2 separate regions of the Gossypium hirsutum genome follow, and region 2 is linked to region 1. A link is a contact called in public Hi-C data. All regions are on one chromosome and are shown on one strand. The core of a region is the stretch at or near the end of the contact, and the rest is flanking DNA. Distances in the headings are between cores, read along the strand shown. Region 1 holds the start of LOC107887478 (protein DETOXIFICATION 40). Region 2 holds the start of LOC107887479.

The links. Hi-C and Micro-C count contacts between places; a contact is called where the count stands out from the background.
Region 2: a contact with region 1 is called in a Hi-C map of leaf, with 2.9 times the contacts expected there. The contact joins the promoter of LOC107887479 here to the promoter of LOC107887478 in region 1. A contact is called at or near these places in 6 of 34 Hi-C or Micro-C datasets (fibers, hypocotyl, leaf and 1 more).

The regions. Positions count from the first base shown.
Region 1 is chrA03:71,556,415-71,562,478 of Gossypium_hirsutum_v2.1, forward strand. It overlaps LOC107887478 (protein DETOXIFICATION 40), which reads left to right and starts at 2,443. Exons shown (of 7, transcript XM_016811737.2): 1 at 2,443-2,848; 2 at 3,014-3,645; 3 at 4,688-4,744; 4 at 4,832-5,070; 5 at 5,165-5,283; 6 at 5,607-5,693; 7 at 5,807-6,064. The coding sequence starts at 2,528. The coding sequence ends at 5,872.
Region 2 is chrA03:71,731,422-71,737,591 of Gossypium_hirsutum_v2.1, forward strand. LOC107887479 reads left to right here and starts at 1,722. Exons shown (of 2, transcript XM_016811738.2): 1 at 1,722-2,355; 2 at 3,037-3,425. The coding sequence starts at 2,032. The coding sequence ends at 3,213.

The DNA of each region.
Region 1 (6,064 bases), core at 1,193-3,692:
CTTATATTCGATTAAGAGTTTAGTTAAGTATTGTTTTCAATTGAAGACTTAATTGATTATTAAATTATTTTACAGGAGACCCTTACCCATAGGAATAGGAATAGAGCATATTTTTTAGCCAATCATTTACCTCTTTGGAAGATAATCACAATGAAAGAATTAGTCACTTTTATTCGAAAACGTGAAAAAAATTTACAATAAGTAACAAATATTTATATTTACGATTGGATTTATGCAATTGAACTAACTTAAAAAAAAAGAACATGTAGAGAAAGAAATGTGAGGGTTTTTTTACAAAAATAAGATAAAAAAATAATACTTAAATAATACAACTAAAAAAGTATGTACCAAAATGGTACATCCCAGGATGGTGCCGCCTATGGCAGTGGCGTGATCACCCTGGGTTTGACATTTTCTGTTAAAAAAAAGTAATAAACGAAAAAAAACAAAAATTTGAAAAAATAAGGTGGTGGAGGGTGTGCCAGAGGCGGCACCGGTCACGCCTTCCCCATAGGCGGCACCAGTGCTACTGCCATGGAAGAAGAAGAAGAAGAAGAAGAGAAGAAGAAGAGGAGAAGAAGAGGGCGGCGAAAAAGGAAAGAAAGAAAGAAAAAAAAAAGAAGAGAGAGAGAAGAAAAGAGAAAAATAAGAAAAAAAATAAATAGAAAGGAAAGTTTAAGATTTAGGGAAGAATAATTAAAGTTTTTAAAAGATAATTTTTTTTGTTATAAAATTTAATTTGTATATACAAATAATAAAGAAATATTATTATAGAAATATTACAAATTTATAAACTTAAATATTTACATATACAAAAAATAGAAATATTATTATCTGTAAATATTTAAGTTTATAAATTTGTAATATTAAACCCTAAACTTTCCTTTCTATTTATTTATTTTCCTTATTTTGTCATATTTAAATTTATTTTTCTCTTTCCTTCCCCCTCTCTTCTTTTATATCTCTATACTATTTGTATATGTAAATATTTAAGTTTATAAATTTCTAATATTTATTTTTATTTTTCTCTTAGTTTATTCAATAGAAATATTAAATGTATAATTGTATGTATTGTTATTTTAAAAGTCGGTATAATTTTTTTATGTTATTTTAAAAGTTGATATAATTTTTTAACTCATAATTTAGTATAGTGTAATATTTTGCAGGTTAATTGTACAAGATAAGTAACCAATTTGTAATGATTAATTACAACAAATAATTATAACATGCCAAATAATTTAAATTACATAAAAATATATCTAATCAATCTAAAACACACATAACAAATAAATTACATAAAAATAAAACATTCTTTGTATATAACATAAATAAGTTTTTTTACTTCAATAAACATTAAAAATAAATTATAAATCAATAAAAATTTAAAATAAATACAAACATACCTTAATAACTCTTTTTAACCAAATAATACCTTATAAAAATTAAATTCCAATTAAATCAATGATAATAATAATAAATTAAATTTTATAACAAAAAATTACATTTTTAACACTTTAATTATTCTTGTAAAAAACTAGAAAAGGAAAAGAAATAATAATTACAGCAATTAAAACAAGGGTTTAATTATTCTTCCTTAAATCTTAAACTTTCATTCCTATTTATTTTTTTCCTTATTTGTCTCTTTCCTTCCCTCACTTTTCTTTCTTTTTTTCTTTCTTCCTTTCCTTTTCCCCCCACCCTCTTTTTTTTTTCTTTTCTTCTTCTTTTTCTTCTTTCACGATAGCAGTATTGGTGCCGCCTATGGGAAGGCGTGACCGGTGCTGTCTCTGGCACACCCTTCACAACCTTTTTTTTTTAGATTTTTGTTTTTTACTTTTTTTTAACAGAAAAAGTAAAAAAAAAAATCAGATCCAGGGTGGTCACGCCACTGCCATAGGCGGCACCACCCTAAAATGTACCATTTTAATACATATTTTTTTGTTGTATTATTTAAGTATTATTTTATTTTTTTATCTTATTTTTGTAAAAATCCGAAATGTTAATATGATGTTTATGGCTACTAAATTTTGAAAAAGAATCCATAGAAAAGAGAATAATGAATAAGAAAACGACATCCTAGATACATAAACAGTGACGTAAGCAATTAATAATACAAGTGCCCAAAAGCAGATCTTCAAATTGGTCTTTTCTTCATCAATAAAATAAAAAGGAAAAACCAACATTTATTTGTGAAGTTCAATGATTTCGTGCACTTGCTACCAATTAGAGTTCGAGGCCACAATTAAAAGTTCGATTTTCCATACTCGTGATATCATTTACATTTTAAAAAATATCAATAAAAATAACATTTAAATGTAAAATTATTTTCCTAAACTATTAATTGGTTACCCTTTTTTTTTCTAATTTATGAAATATATTTATAAATTTCCAAATCCAGCTCTCATTGTCATTTAAGCCGCCAGCGTTTCCTCATAAATACATAACTTAAAGTCTCTTATGTTCTTTCATCAAAAAAAAAAAAAAAGTCTCTTTTGTTCGGCTGACAGCCATAACTGATCAGCCTACAATGGAATCCCTCCACGAAAACGCCATCGGAAAACCTCTGCTTCAATCACAAACTTCGGATACGAAATCCGAATCAACAAGTTCGGAGCTTGAGGATGTATTGTCGGACGGTAACTCTTCCTTGTTGGAGCGTTGGGGAAAAGCGACATGTATCGAATCGAAACTCCTTTTCCACTTGGCAGCGCCGGCTGTCATTGTTTATATGATCAACTATCTCATGTCTATGTCCACCCAAATCTTCTCCGGTCATCTCGGTAATCTTGAACTCGCCGCCGCCTCCCTCGGAAACACTGGCATCCAAATCTTTGCTTATGGCCTCATGGTACGTACATACATCACATGAACTATTTTCTTTTCTTTTTCACATTAGAGATTCCCAAAGATTGCATCTTGATGGTAATAGATAGAATTAAAAACACAATAAAATCACACGCACGTATAAATGAGGTTACTAGTCGCAATTGAACTAAACTCCGGGATCATGTAGTTAGGAATGGGGAGTGCAGTGGAAACGCTTTGCGGGCAAGCCTTTGGAGCACACAAATACGACATGCTAGGCATATATCTTCAAAGATCAGCAGTTCTCCTCACCTTCACAGGGATTCTTCTCACACTCATCTATGTCTTCTCTAAACCAATCTTATTATTACTAGGTGAATCGCCTGATATTGCTTCCGCCGCTGCAATTTTCGTCTATGGTCTAATACCACAAATCTTCGCATACGCCTTAAATTTCCCCATTCAGAAATTTCTGCAGGCTCAGAGCATAGTGGCCCCTAGCGCTTACATATCCACAGCCACATTATTCATACATCTGCTGATGAGTTGGGTCGCGGTGTACAAAATGGGGCTTGGTTTGTTGGGTGCGTCCTTGGTGTTGAGCTTGTCGTGGTGGATTGTGGTGGTTGCTCAATTTGTGTATATAGTGAAAAGCGACAAGTGCAAATATACATGGAATGGGTTCAGCAGTCAAGCCTTCACTGGCCTGCCGGGATTCTTCAAGTTATCGGCGTCGTCGGCGGTGATGTTGTGCTTGGAAACTTGGTATTTTCAGATTCTGGTTTTGCTTGCAGGGTTGCTCGAGAACCCAGAATTGGCTTTGGATTCACTCTCCATTTGGTAAGTAAGTAGAAATCATTTAAAATATTGAATGTCCTATAGAAATAGACTCGTATATTCAGAAACTAATAATTCACTTTCCATTGTCTTTTGTCTTTTTTATTTTCGAAATGTGTGGGTGCGTTTGTTTTTTTTTTATTTGCGCCTATTATTTTCATTTGACTCCGGCCCTTGATTTTGTTTTTTTTTCTATCCAATCCAATATTGCTTTCAAAAAGAAAATATACTGTAGGTAATAAGTGACTAATACTAGATTCTTGTCCTATATCTACTGCTTAATTATGTCCATATCAGACTAATATTATATATCATCTTCACTACAACACAATTAGATTTTAGATTAACAGGTAATAAAATATTAATTCCTGTCCTAATAATATTTTCTTTATTTTACGTGCTTAATGAATTTGAACAAATTATTGTCTAAATTTGCACAACCATATGTTTAAGTGTTTTTTTAATGATAATATTATATTTTTTATAATTTCAAAAGAAAATTATATAAAAGTTGCTTGTTAAATGAATTCCATGTATTTTAGAAAATTTTTAATTATTTTTCTTGGATTTTAAGATTGTTATTTTTTATTTTACATATTTGGACCAATAAAAAAAATCAACTTCGCTAATAATTTTTAAATTTAGATGTCAATTAAAATTTTTTTCTTTTTGAAAGAAATCACCTGATGCGGAGTAAAAGTCTGATACAAAGCCTTAAATTCGCCTTAGCTTGCCAACAATTTCACATGCATTGGCTAGCTTGGGCGGTTCAATCAACCATTATAAAGCCAAGAACATAAAACAAAACCCTAACTGAACCTGTCCATCTCAATTTCCCCTGCATCAGTTCTAAAGCCAAATGCCTGGGTTCTTTCATTTCAAATCATCTTCTCTTTTCTTGCTTCCCAGGTTCTTTACTGGCTCTAAAAACAAAAGATTTAAGTATTAAATAAATATAAATTGTGGAGGGTATATATTAACCCTAAAAAATTTAATTAAATTGGTTTGGTAGATTAATAAATTTTCAATGGGTCATTATTTTCAGCATGACGATATCTGGATGGGTGTTTATGATTTCGGTGGGGTTCAATGCCGCAGCAAGGTTAGTCATCCAATTCGATATATACATATTCTCCTTCGAATTAGTGCCTACTATAATTGACAAAAGAAATGAATGGAAATGGAGCAGTGTAAGAGTTGGGAACGAGCTAGGAGCGGGACATCCAAAATCGGCGGCGTTCTCGGTGGTCATAGTGACGGTACTTTCATTCATAATCTCGGTGGCGGCGGCAATAATAATAATGGTTCTACGTGATGTCATTAGCTACGCCTTCACAGAGGGTGAAGTGGTGGCGGAGGCTGTTTCAGATCTCTGTCCGCTTCTAGCATTAACCCTTATCCTCAACGGAGTTCAGCCTGTTTTGTCCGGTAATAACATTTAATTCTCTTCAAGAAAAATTCAATTGGATCATCAGTTTCATCTTTGTTTTGATATGTATATGTATATGTATATATATAAAAGGGGTGGCAGTTGGGTGTGGATGGCAAACTTTTGTTGCATATGTCAACGTGGGTTGCTATTACTTTGTCGGGGTTCCCTTGGGTTCTCTTCTTGGCTTTTACTTCAATCTGGGTGCCAAGGTACTCACTTCTATTTTCTTTTTCCCCTCAAATTTTGTTTGTTACTTGCTGTGCTATATATAACTTGATATTTAGTTTTTATGTTTTAATTTGAATAGTATTAATAAATTAAATTAAAACATGGCATTAATAAAAATAAATAAATCAATTATTGCAAATTAAAGAGAATTTTTTTTAAGCTGAATAGTATAAAGACAAAAGCTTGTATTTGACCATATGTTTTAAATGATTTGTACTTCAAATTTATTAAATCTTATATTTTTGGTCGAGTATTAAATTGTATTAATATGTTGTTCGAGTTAAAATAAATGGTTTGGTTTCAGGGAATATGGTCAGGGATGATTGGTGGCACAGTCATGCAAACCCTGGTCTTGATTTGGGTCACATTTCGAACTGACTGGAAGAAGGAGGTCAAATCATTTAAATATTTTTCAATTAAAACAAGCATAATTCTACTTCATGTAAATTTCTGACATTTCACTGCCTCTATTTATTCCCCTTTCTTACTTGGATTAAACGGCAGGTTGAAGAAGCTAGAAAGAGAATGGATGCCTGGCAGGTTAAGAAGGAGGAGCCTCTTTTGAAGTAGACACTTGATTTGAGATCTTGCAAACCCCCCGCCCCCCTCTCCTCCCTGGCCTAGTCCAAAAATTTTCCAACCCAAGACCCTCAACCATGAATTCGCCTTCCCTTGATTGAGTATTCTCATTCAAAATGCTGAAGCATCATTCCAATACTAGATTCATCGCCTGTATGTACACTTTACTGAAAGTGACTGCCA
Region 2 (6,170 bases), core at 472-2,971, 170 kb after region 1:
TCGCGACCCAAAGTAGCCATCCTATAGCTAGAGTAGTGAGAAATACACACCTGATAGGAGACTGGAGTTAATCCACGCTCTGAGCACTCTTAGCCGATGCCCAACCCAAACGAGCACGCCATAAAGCGAAAGGGATTAGCCAAGAAAGGTACCTTACTCTCCTCATGGTTCTCTCTATTTAAAGCCAGCTTCGCATCCACTCTTATGTTAGCTTCCCGATGTGGGATCCCTCCAACATCAGAGTTTAAATTCAGCACCAACTCTTGCCACCCCTGTTAGCAAAATAAATGCTCTTTGCTTGCCATGAGATTCGAACCCATGCCTCCCCTTAAATTCTCCACACTCTACTTGCCACTAAGCCACAAGGCTTTTTGTGTCACAATTTCTCCAACAATATTCTTAAGGCCTACCTACTACACCCAGGGTTTGATTCACCTTAAACCAAAATTTTTGCTAGAGTCCAGGTTTGAACCCAGGACTTCTCCAACACTTCTCAGCACACTTAACCACTAAAACAAGCCTTCATTAACGAAATTTTCACGCACAACAGAATATTATAAGCTGCCTTCAACCGCTCCCATGCTCAAGGCCCAAAACTTCTAGGCCCAAATTCAGGGTGTTACATACCCACAAACATTCTTACTCACAATACACATTCCAAGCATACATATATATAACCATACCTTAGCATCACATTACTTAATCACCATTCATCATATGCTTGAACTTATCAAATTCCATACCAGCTATACATACTATCCTCAACCAATAATCATACATTCACAGATATCCTTTAGTAATTACTCATATAGTTACACACATATCATAACATACCTTTCATGTTCTTGGCTTCATATTTCGTTTAGTATCCTACAGATCTCTTTGCATAAATAATACATATGCAAAAGTCAACAGAGAGACTTACTTGATTCTCAACTACTGTAGTTCAAAACTTTAGATCCAAACTTCTATCGCGCAATTAGCAACAACTATTGCTATAGAACATGGAAACCCATCAAGATCTATTCATATACCTTTTTTACTATTATTTCTAACGTTGGAAATCCCCAAGCAAGGCATTATATCTTTACCTTACTGATCTATCAGATCTAACAGACTTTCTCTTTCACAACATAACATGCAGAGTCATAAATCTTACCTTGACATGGAGTAATCACTGGTAAAAATCCAAATCTGCATCTCTCGTTTGAAAGAGAAAGAAATATTGTAGGTTCTTTAAGATTCAGATATCAATAATTCTGAAGAAAGAAGGAAAAACTTTCCCTTTTTCTACCCTTAATATCCACATATTTAACTTGAGTCCTTATTAGAACTTAACACTTGTCACAACTTTCAGGACTGCTTTTATAAATGGTTTACAGTTGTAGAGAGAATCTAAATAAAAATTCAATAAATTATATACTTGGTTCTTCTATTCTTTCCATTTCTAACCAAATTGTTTTTAACATAACTAGTACAGTAACTCAATGAACTTGGTGTACAATACATTCGGCGATAACTCTAACTTACAAAATTCTCAATACTCTTACCAAACTCTCCTTCCTTACAACACAACACATTCTGAGTTCGATCCTTACATAATATTTTAATATCTAGTATGCGCCCAATCTATACGCCAAAATAACAATAAGGCGGATAGGTTGTGTCTCCTAGATTAATCTCAAACTACTCTCAGAACTTAGAACCCACCAAAACTAAGTGTTACAATTAATGTGTCATGTCATCCTATTAAGGGGAGTTAACAAACAATTGACCAAAATATAACAAATCATTGATGTTTGTGATTACTAAAAAAAGTACTTTTAAACAAAGTTAGGGACTGTAGTTGGTGTAGTTTACCTTGTTTCTATTGTTTAATTAATAGCATATAAATTATTGATAAGCAAAAGAGGCACACTTGTAAAGTAGAGTTGACCATTTCAAACCATCTAAATGTTTTCAGAAACTTAGATCCAATTAATATTGTTCCCCTAAAATTTTATCCAAAAAAATTCCATATTGAAACAAAAAATGGGAATTTTATGCAAGGTAGTTGATATGCTGCTGTTGGTGGCGTTTATGGTGATGCTTGTAGCCGGACCTTTAATCGATGCGCAGCTGGTTTTGCCGGAGACCACTTTCCCGGAGGTGCTCGTCCGTTTGAAGCAGCAATATGCGGCGGAGTACCAAGATTATTTGATGGTGGAGAAGCCTCATTTCTTCGTGGCCTTGGTCTGGTTGGAGCTTATTTTCCAGTGGCCTCTGGTTTTGCTTAACATTTATGGGATTTTGGCATCCAAGCATTGGTTCCATACCACTTGTCTCATCTATGGTGCCTCTGTTATTACTGCCATGGTAAATTGAAAACTTCCTTTGTATTTCAACCTTTTTTTCTATGATGGGGGATTCTAAATTTTAATGCTTTAATAGTATTTTTTTTATTAAACATGGTTTAATCTTATTAATTATTCTACTTTGAACCCAGAAGGGATTTCTATTTATAAAAAAGGCCAGTGGTTACTTAACAGTTTGTTAATTCTTTAGCTGAAAGTGAAACTATGTAGGATTTGATCTTTGTTTCTAATGAATATGTGTTTGATTAGTACTTTGAATGTTTTATTGTTGGAGATGAAGTAGTGCATAGAAAAAATAGTTGTTATAATTTGAAAGGGTGTATAATTGAAACTTGTTTATCAACATTTTCTTTCTGCAAGTGACTTTTTTTCCCCTTTCCCCTTTTAAAGAATGTAAAGAAATGGAGATTCTTACCAAATTGCTGCTTTGAACTTTTATTGTTTATCACTATTTCATTACTTAAGCAACCCCAATCCCTCAATCCAACCTAAAGGGCTTTTAATTTTAAATGATAAATAATGTTGGTTTTCCAATTCCAAGAAAAGGATTTTAGGCTTAACATGATCAAATGTTAGCACAATTTTGTCACTCTTTATTATGAGTTTGTAGGCTTAATATATTTCTGAAAAGCTATTATGTCACTCCTCAAATATTGTTTTGTTAATTTTGTGTGAAATTCAGACCGCTTTATTAGGGGAGCTGATGGGATCCCAGAAGGCATCAGATAAATTGTTGACAGTGTACTCTCCTTTCATGGGACTCGGTGTTTTAGCCTTCCTGCGAGGGCTGGTTCCAAACTCAGGCAAGGCTCGGACCATTGGCAAAAGACCTGCAATGGCTAGGGAGAAAAGGGCTTGAGCCTTGAAGTTGAGTTTACAAAACACATCTTTTAGACATTCTTGTAATCCTCTTATGTCATATGTTTAGAACGTTGTTTGTTTCATTTGTATGATTATTTGCTGCTAGTTTAGTACCAAATGCATTGCCTGGTACTGTTTGTCGAGGTGATTGTTTTAGAACCCTTTTTTGCTTGGATCAAAATGAAATGCTATCTGATTGATCTTTGTTTATTAATTGTGTCATGGATCTTATCTTAAAACATACAAGTGGAGGGTAATTGATGATCAAACAACCATGCACCTCCTGGTTTTTAGGCGGATGTTCAGCTGGTATCTTATTAACAAAGGACAATATAGCCACGCACGATTTGGCTATATTCATTGGCAAGATAAGGTAAGATCTGGTCAAGTGAGACTGCATGCATTACCTCTTTCTTTGCATTATGGTTGCTTTTCTTTCTCTGCCTCTCTTTCTTAATGATTTATGTATAGAGAGAGGAAGTCTAAGAAATGGCCAATTATGGGTTAGTTCAACCTGTAAATTTTCATGCATTGGTGAAACTGTATTTTGAGGTGGTTTCCATAAAACAGGGTTCAATTTTAGGCCATTTTATGATGATTTGCCCTTGTTTTGCTCTCGGCTCTTTACCTTTTGAAATATTTATTTTACTTTAAGATGGTGAAAGAACTCTTCTTCCGCAATGTAGGAGTCAATGACCGATTCCCTCCATCGATTTCTTGGCTTATTTTTGCTTCAGTCAGCACCCTTTTTCACTCCCCAAAGCCACTGCTCCTACATGGTTCTATGGTGGGTTTTAGCTGTTCCCAACGAGCTAATAATAAGACCTGGAAAAAAGAACTTCTGATATTTTTCCAAGTCCAGCTTTTTAGTTTGTGTATGAACTTTAAACATTGGTATTTAAATACAGCTCCACGAAAATTAAGGTGAAATTAGGCTGTGGTGCAATGGTAAAAAGGTTTTAGTGTTACTTTTATAATTTTACTTAGATTATGCAACACTCATGCCGGTGAAAGAAAAATCTTTATATTAAATATATTTATGAGAGTTTTTATTAACAATTGAACTATGCGAAGAGTGGCATTATGTATAAATCTTCAAACTTTTTGGATTTGATCCTTAGGTGTGGTTTTCAGTTGTTTTATTTAAAAATTTTATATAGATTAAAATATGTCATAGGTTGGTTTACATTTTACAAATTCGGAATTTATTTCCTACACTTTTATTTTCAGAAATCAAAGTCCAAAAGTTAATTCAATGGTTGGTGTGATATATGAAATAAAATAACTACCCATTTGGTAGAAACGAAACTACAAAAATGACTTCTAATGAACTAAAATTTAATAAAATAATTTTAATAGGGTTGGACTTGAATTTTCAAATTTAAAAAATATAGGGATTAAAATTCTAAAAAATAAAAGTATAGGACTAGATTACAAATTTATGAAAGAGTATAAAGACTTATGTCACGTTTTAATATTTTATATAATAAAAAAACAACATTGTAATAAAGATAACTATTTGGTACTTGTTATACCCCTGTCTCAACCTGGACACGAGGTAATATAAGAAGCGACTGGAAAGACACCAGTGAATGACTCTTCGTATTATATCATTCGGGCGTTCATTCAGTAATTGACTACCAGCATGCCTTGTATCATCCATGGGAGGGGTCTTCTGTCATTAACCATCTAATTAGACCTTCCGTTAGGCCACTCGCTATTAACGGGTATGCTGTCCTCAAGAGGGGACCGCTTATGAACCACCACGCTCCTATAAATACCATAAGGTATCAACATAGTAGGGATCTCCTCTCCATTCTTCTCTTCTCTTAAAACCTTAATGTGCTAAGCTCTCATCTATCTAAGCCCCCTTACTTTTCCAACTTTCAATCTTAGAATGGGTGAACTGGCTTTCCTTGACAACACCCCTTTTTTCTTTCTCCATGTCGTTGATATCATGTATCAACATTACACTAGCATTGAAAATTTTTAACTCTACAAGTAGGGTTGAGATTTTGCCATGTGTTATTAAGTTATATTTTAAAAGTTTAAAAAAAAATAAGACGTGTCAAAATCTCAACATTGCCAATGGAGTTAAAAAATTCAATTGCCTATTTACTAAATAATTGTCATATAATAATATTTATTACTATATTTAAAAATGATTTTAGTAACCTTGCAAGACAACAAGTGCGCGTTATTGGAATCATACACCTTCAAATTATTGTCACTTCTATCTAACATCTCCAAGTAAAAGTATCATGGAGCCCCTTGTAATAGGAGTCACATTGCGTTTTATCTCCTCTATTCAAAAAAGGGCAAATTAGTCATTCTACATTAGATCAAAGAATAAATTAGTCATTTATGTTAAAATTTTCATCCATTGTACTATAAAAAATTGGCATGGTTGACGGAATAATTGACAGCAACACGTGGCATGCCACTTTTACCTCATGCTGATGTATAAGGACCAATTTTTAATAGTAGAAATAGATGCAATTTTTAATAAGAGCAGTTTAATATTTGAATTAATGTATAATAATTAATTTACTCATTTTTTTTAAGTAGAGAGGACAAAATGCAATTCGACTCCTGATACAGAGATCTCTATGTTACTTTTACCAACATCTCCATCATAATCTTTTCATGTTCCCCATTTTCTATTCAATTTGATCTCCTCTGTACAACTTTTAGTTCATTTTGGTCTCCTTAAGATTCATCTCCACTTTTCTCTTTTTTGCTAAGAAATTATTAAGATGATGTCAACTTCATCCCAAAGGAAACACCTTCAATCCTTTTTAACCACTAACCCCAAGAAACTCCTATTCACAAGTTTGATTTTGGCCCTTCGATTCCTCACCATCCTCCACGTTTCCCCCTTCTTCTTTTCTAGGTGGTCCTCAAGTTATCCCACCATGTCCCACTCTTATGTTGGCCCTTCTCCTCTAAATCCAA